2 separate regions of the Danio rerio genome follow, and region 1 is linked to region 2. The links are chromatin contacts, called in public Micro-C maps. All regions are on one chromosome and are shown on one strand. Each heading gives the region's core, a stretch centred on a gene start, on an enhancer-like site or on the middle of the called end of the contact. The rest is flanking DNA. Distances are from core to core; before and after follow the strand shown. Region 1 holds the start of fam193a (family with sequence similarity 193 member A). Region 2 holds the start of dclk2a (doublecortin-like kinase 2a).

The links. A called contact is a pair of places that touch in the nucleus more often than the background predicts.
Region 1: a Micro-C map of caudal fin shows a contact between it and region 2, with 8 times the contacts expected there. The contact joins the promoter of fam193a here to the promoter of dclk2a in region 2. A contact is called at or near these places in 5 of 18 Hi-C or Micro-C datasets (caudal fin, embryo, hematopoietic stem cells and 2 more) and 3 of 4 datasets of contacts at active chromatin or transcription factors (caudal fin, embryo and pancreas).

Annotation. Positions count from the first base shown.
Region 1 is chr1:40,405,995-40,409,343 of GRCz12tu, forward strand. It overlaps fam193a (family with sequence similarity 193 member A), which reads left to right and starts at 1,323. Exons shown (of 23, transcript NM_001328395.1): 1 at 1,323-1,631. The coding sequence starts at 1,488.
Region 2 is chr1:40,306,781-40,310,388 of GRCz12tu, forward strand. dclk2a (doublecortin-like kinase 2a) reads left to right here and starts at 2,144. Exons shown (of 18, transcript NM_001145789.1): 1 at 2,144-2,695. The coding sequence starts at 2,299.

The DNA of each region.
Region 1 (3,349 bases), core at 73-2,572, 98 kb after region 2:
TAGCAGCCCTTGGTTGTAATGAGTTCTCCTTTACATTTGCCTTTTTATCAGTTTGAACCAATCTGGACATTCTCATCTTACTTCTGGCATCTACAAGGAATCTTTGCTCATAGAATTGCCACTCTTTTGAAGCTCTCTCTCTCTCTCTTCTTTCTCTCTCTCTCTCTCTCTCTCTCTCTCTCTCTCTCTATCTCTCTCTATCTCTCTCTCTCTCTCTCGTCTCTGTAGAACCTACATGGTTGTCCATTAAAATTCCAGAAGCTTCGCACAGTTTGCGAATAATATAATATATATATTAATACATGTATTTGAGGCAAAGATAAGATACATAATGCAAAAAAAATAATAATAATCTAAGATTTTAATGATTATATTTTACAGTAAAATGTAAAAAAAAATCAAACGTACATTTTCAGTGTTTTAGGTAGTTTTTAATCAATCTTTTAAATGTTAAAGATTAAATTTGTTGTTTGGGCAGCATAAAGTACACTTTTCTTATCAATAACGTGTGTTTGAGTTTTTTTTCTTGCATAATACATATTAAGAAAAGGCACCTATTTGGTGGAATGTGTTATTACTAGTTTCGTATTAGTTATTATTATTAATTACTCTTTATGTTATTTAACGCTTATTTTCTAAAAACATATTTACGTTATAAACTCTAGTAACAAAGAATAAAAGAAACTACACGTACAGTAGCATTTGCTGCACCACAATCAAAAATTCATGAATTTTTAATGGGCTTTAGTATGGGGGAAATTTGACCCATGGATCACAGGTGAGGAAGCTGAGAGAAGCCAGAAATATCTCTAACAAACACCACATTCATTTTATAAATAGCCTGAGTGAATTGAGCAGTCAACTATTTTGTATAATAACTGCAGAATAGCCTCATATACTGTTATATCAACGTAAAATGGCGCCATCTAATGATATTTCCGACTATGGCGATTGGAAAATAACAAAAAATAAATAGGCAAAATAGATAAAATACATATTTACTATACCATAAAATCATAAAATAAGAATTAGAAAAACAAAAACAACAACTGTAAAACTCAAAAGCTGGATGGGAAATAAAATAATTTAAATGATTGATAAAGAGCTTCTTTCGATTACACAGAAATTATATTTATATTTTCATACACAATTCCTTAAGGACTTGCATTTTTTAACAACCACATTCACCGAGCACCAACACACAACATGTAAACAAACCTTGTTTGCGTTTTCTTGTGACTCGAATACCCACAAGCCCCAAGCGCACCCCATTGCGTCATGTCGTAAACGCCATTGGCCAATTCCTGTTGAGTCGGCCATATTGGAATTTGAAGTCTGCTATACTGTGAGCAGGTCGGCAGGCTCTTAGATTATATCTCTCAAAACAGCTACATTTTAACCGTATCAGCAGCGCCAGAGCCTGGCATTGCACCCGAGACCCCGCGGTTTACTGACGGAACGCTGTCGGGGATTTTCGTGGGCTGGAAATGAGTCCTACAGACGCCAAACGCGGAGCGAAGCGCAGGAAGAATAAGCGGGGCGGCGGCGCAGGGAAGGCCGGAGCTCCGCCAACACCCTCCAGCAGCAGTGCACACGGAGACCCGAGCACCATCCCCAGCCTCAACGGAGAGGTGAGCCGCGACTTGGGCATGCGGGGCGGTTAATAGTGCATCAGAGTTTGACTACAGTGTAGTTTAGTTCACAATTCTTGTTAATGCAGGCCTAGGAGAGCTACTGGAGCTGATCTCACGTTTACATGGAGCCCGAGCTGAGCTCCTCTGATCTGGAGCTTTAATCTTAAACAGTTCCTGGTCTGATCACAGAAACATGGGAGGAAAACTGTAGAGACGTGCGGAAAGGATGTTCAGAGGGTTTTCGTGCAGTGTATGTGGAAGTTTGAATAAATTTTGTGTCACTAGAAGTGTTGTGAAGCTAACTTGACAAGCGCTATATGCTGTAAGCTGAAGTGTTTACAGATGTAACGTTATTTGAATGTTTATGATGTTATCATCCTTACTTAATGGAAAAAAAGTAGCAATAAATATAGCCTTTTAACCGAAAGTGTCACTGTTCATGAACTGCTTTCCACTGTAGATAACAGGTAAAAAGACCTAATGCTAAATCCCACCATGTGTTTTGCCATTTACGATCAAATGGTTCTCATTGCAAGTGCTCATTCATTTGTTTTTCTAAAAGGAAATGTCAGACTTATTATGTATTCTAAAACATTTATGTATTTACTTATTTATTCTGTCATTTATTAATGCAACAACTGCCCTTCTGAACTCCAGTAGTGGTGTCAGGTATGAACAAACCGGAAGTGCTTCAAAATAATCAGCGTAAATGTCAACAAACCCTTTTATACGCCTGTCAGTGGTTTTTAGTTGAGGCTTGTGCAAAGTTTGTCCTTTGGAAATAAATGTGATATTATGTAATGTCACTTAGCTGAGTTAGCTCTTACTTTATATAGACATGTGCTGATGATATTCAGTAATATACAGTAGTGTAAAGGAACAAATTAAGAATACTCAAATTACTGTAATTAAGTAGTTTTTCTTAAGAATTATAATTTACTTAGTAGTATTAAAAACGTGTACTTTTAATTTCCTTTGAGTACATCTTTAGTGCTGTATCGGTACTTTTATTCCATTACTTTCCTTCAAACTGCAGTCACTAACAAATTTTTTTTGTCTATGGCGATTAAAAAACGTCCAATTTAAAATCAAACAAATATCAATGTCTAATGATGTTAAAACTTGTGTGGACGTTACCACTGACATTCATCCGATGTTGCATTTTGGTTGCCATACCTGACAAATAAATGTCAGTATTTCAAATCAATAGGATGTTGGTTTAAGATGTTGGCTTAACGTTGGACTTTGGTCACTTTCTAACACAATTTAAAATCAACCAAAAACCATCATAATTTGACGTTGTTATTGGACATCAAAATAACATTGTACTTACTATACGTTCACACCGAAAGTAGCAGGAACGTCAAAGTAGCTGAAAGTCATTAATTTTCAATGGGAGCTGGCATTGAGGAGCAGTGTCGTGCGTCTTCGCCAATGTGGGCGTCGGGGAGAGTTGAAATAAAGCAAATTTTATGGTAATGAGCTATAGTAATAATAAACTATAGCAGACAGTGTTGTCGCCAGGGCGGCCAGAGCGACCTTTGATGCTCTCACTGCCTTCGGTGTGAACGTGCAATTAGACGCTGGCTAGACACTGAATTTTTGTCACCTGAAGTCATGACCTAAATCTATCCAAATATTAGCATCTTATGGCATTGTGTGCCTGGTGGGCAATAACTAAATGCACTACAGAATGTTACGTTTACACAAATCCA
Region 2 (3,608 bases), core at 894-3,393:
TTTTATTTATTAATTAAATTATCAAGCCTTTAATTCACTGGGGAATTCAGATAGAATGTACTCACAGTAACAGTTTACAAGCAGGGTAAGTCAGTCCTGCAGAAAACATACAAACTTGGCAACATATCTGTTGAAAATCATTCATTTTGATTGTTAATGTATGATGATTTGTTAGTATATTGTTGTTTAGTGAAAACCATTACACCTTCTGTGTCTTTTTTTCTCAATGGTTTTTGGTTATTATGTAAAACATGGCCTCAGGCCTTTATCTTCAGAGAGAGAGAAATCTCCTCTCTCTCTCTCTCTCTCTCTTTCTCTCTCACTCTCTCTCTCTCTCTCTCTCTCTCTCTCTCTCTCTCTCTCTCGCTTGCTCTCTCTCTCTTTCATTTTGAGAATGGGATTCTTCTCTCAGTGGCAACTGTTATTGTCTTCAGGATTTCCTCTCTCCGGGGCTTTTCTTCCCGTTTACTTCCTTTCATGCAGGCTCAGCTGTTTTTATCCTTTCCATAATTCATTTAAGAACTGCCATGTCAGATTTTATCCTAACAACGTCTAGGCAGAAAGGCCAACTCATCACCAAAATATCATATATTTTGCTTAATCTGTCTTGAGATTTTAGTATCAGCTTTTTCAGTGTTGCAGCTGCTAAAATATGTTGTCTAAAAAGCTAAATTATAGCCGTTCTTTTGTTTTTCTGTTTTTATTAATTTCCTTATTTATTAATTTTTCTTTCTTTTTTTCATTTATTGATTTTTAAAGGTGGCGCAGTAGGTAGTGCTGTCGCCTTACAGCAAGCAGGCCGCTGGTTCAAGCCTCGACTGGGTCAGTTGGCGTTTCTGTGTGGAGTTTGCATGTACTCCCTGCGTTTACGTAGGTTTCCTCCGGGTGCTCTGGTTTCCCCTACAGTCCAAAGACAAGTGGTACAGGTGAATTGGGTTGGCTAAATTGTCTATAGTGTATGAGTGTGAATGAGTGTGTATGGATGTTTCCCAGAGATGGGTTGCTGCTGGAAGGGCATCCGCTGCGTAAAATATGTTCTGGATAAGTTGGCGGTTCATTCCGCTGCGGCGACCCTATTTTATTAAAGGGACTAAGCCGAAAAGAAAAATTAATGAATGAATATAATAATAATAATAATAATTATATATATATATATATATATATATATATATATATATATATATATATATATGTATGTATGTATATATATATGTATGTATGTATATATATATATATATATATATATATATATATATATATATATATATATATATATATATATATAACTTTTTGACTATATTTGTAATGTTTGGTTTTAAATTTTGCGCAAATTACTTAAAAAATTCTCAGAAAACTTTTTTTTTTAAATAAAGCATTACTTTTACATTAATGCTATATTATTTTTATTTTTTTTATCATACTGTATGCTGCCATAGTGAGCAGAATAAACATCTTTCATACTACCAGAACCAGCTATACTGGCTTTTTATATTCTTTAAGAGAAAAGCTCTAATTGACAACATTTTTTATAAAATAAAACAAATATTTATTATAATGTTAATAATGTTTTCATTTTATATTACGCATATTCTATTCATGTGGGCAATGTTTTTGGGAACCACTGTGGTTTGTTGTACATGTCGTAGCTTTCTAATTTTCTTTTTGTATTGTAATCATTCCATTATTGGAACTTATTTCAAAATATTTTATGAATGAATTTTTAAAGATTTTTTATTTATTTGTTTCAAGTTATTTTGGCCCATAGAAAACTCATGCCCCCAAGTAGTCCTGGCCCCATGATTGGGAACAACTGCGTTTATACGAATAATAGATTGGTGATTTTAGGACCCAGAGGAGGAGCAGCTCTTGTCCTCTCAACAGCGGTATTGATGTAGGTGTGTGTGCTGAGTGTTGGCCTGATTGAGCTCCAGTTGAGGATGCAGAGAGCAGCGGACGGTCACGCGTGTCTAGCATGCGCTCATACGCGGGTCTCATCTCATCATGACCGGGACTCACCCCAGCAGTAGCGACAGCCCTTGAATTATTCATTTCCTGGATTTTTGGACTACTGGTGCATTAATTTGTCATCATATGCATATTTTAAGAAGTATTTCCTCTGTAAAAAGTTGAAGAGAACTGCTTTCAGTCTTGCGTTTCACTGATGTCGTTAAATTAAAAAATGCATGCTGTTAGTTGAAAGTGCAAAAACGGAAGAAAGACACGACCGACAGCTGCTGAAATAGCACAAAAACAAGCGAATTTATTAAAGAACCAGCGCTATCACTTAAGGAAATAAACATGTCCAGCAGAAACATCGAGTGGGAGCACTTCGAGGAGCGCGAGAAGGGTCACCGGTCCCCGCGGGGCAGCGGCGGCTCCCATTCCGGCTCTCGGGGAAACGGGATCGTGCCGAGTCCCGCTCACAGCGCGCACTGTAGCTTTTACCGCACGCGCACACTGCAGTCGCTCACCTCGGAGAAGAAAGCGAAAAAAGTTCGCTTTTATCGGAATGGCGACAAGTATTTCAAGGGGCTTGTGTACGCCGTGTCCGGTGACCGCTTCAGGTCTTTCGACGCGCTGCTGATGGAGCTCACGCGCTCCCTCTCGGACAATGTCAATTTACCGCAGGGAGTCCGGAGCATCTACACTGCAGATGGAGGAAAGAAGATCACCAGTCTGGATGACTTGGTAGAAGGTGAGGTTGATTAAAGTGGAAGGCAGACACTTTTGATTGTTTTCCCCATGGGCCATCCAATCAAGCTCTGTTGGCATTATCATACTTATAGTTACAGTCAACTAATATCAGCGTAGTTAACCCTTAAAGACACACACTATATTTTCAGTTCAGAGTGCAAGTTGTGATAGTTGGAATGTTAATAAAATAACATACAACCAATTTAAAAACACATTATATAATTATATAATCAAACATTATATAAAACAAACAAACAAGATAACTTGAAGTCATTTAAGGTCACAGGCTTAACTGAGGAGCATTTCTTTCACTGAACACTAGTTGTTTTAATGCACAAGAAAGTCAAAAACCACACAATAAACAAATAAATAAATTAAATAAAAAACATGAAACCAAGTGAACAAAGACAGGGTTGTAATTTTTGGTGAACTATTTTTTTATGCAAAGACAGCGTTCAATCATATTTTAAATAAATTTAAATTTATTCCAAAACCTAACACACACACACACACACACATATATATATATATATATATATATATATATATATATATATATATATATATATATATATATATATATATATATATATATATATATATATTTATATATATATATTTATATATATTTTTTTTTTTTTACATGTAAAGCTAAAGGAACTCAGTGACAATTTTGCTGGTAAATTTAAAGGAATGTGACAATAATGTCTACTTCCATGCACATCTCTTCCATTCTATAAAACATGAAATAAATTCCTTTAATATTCAAGCTGCAAAGAAAAGTGTCTTGTATATTCATGATAATTTTTTTATATTGAGTAATGCTATGCTTTCTGTCAACATGATACCAGTGAATTGCAGTGCTTGTGCAAACATATCCATATCATTAAGATCAGATGCTTTTTTAACTGCTG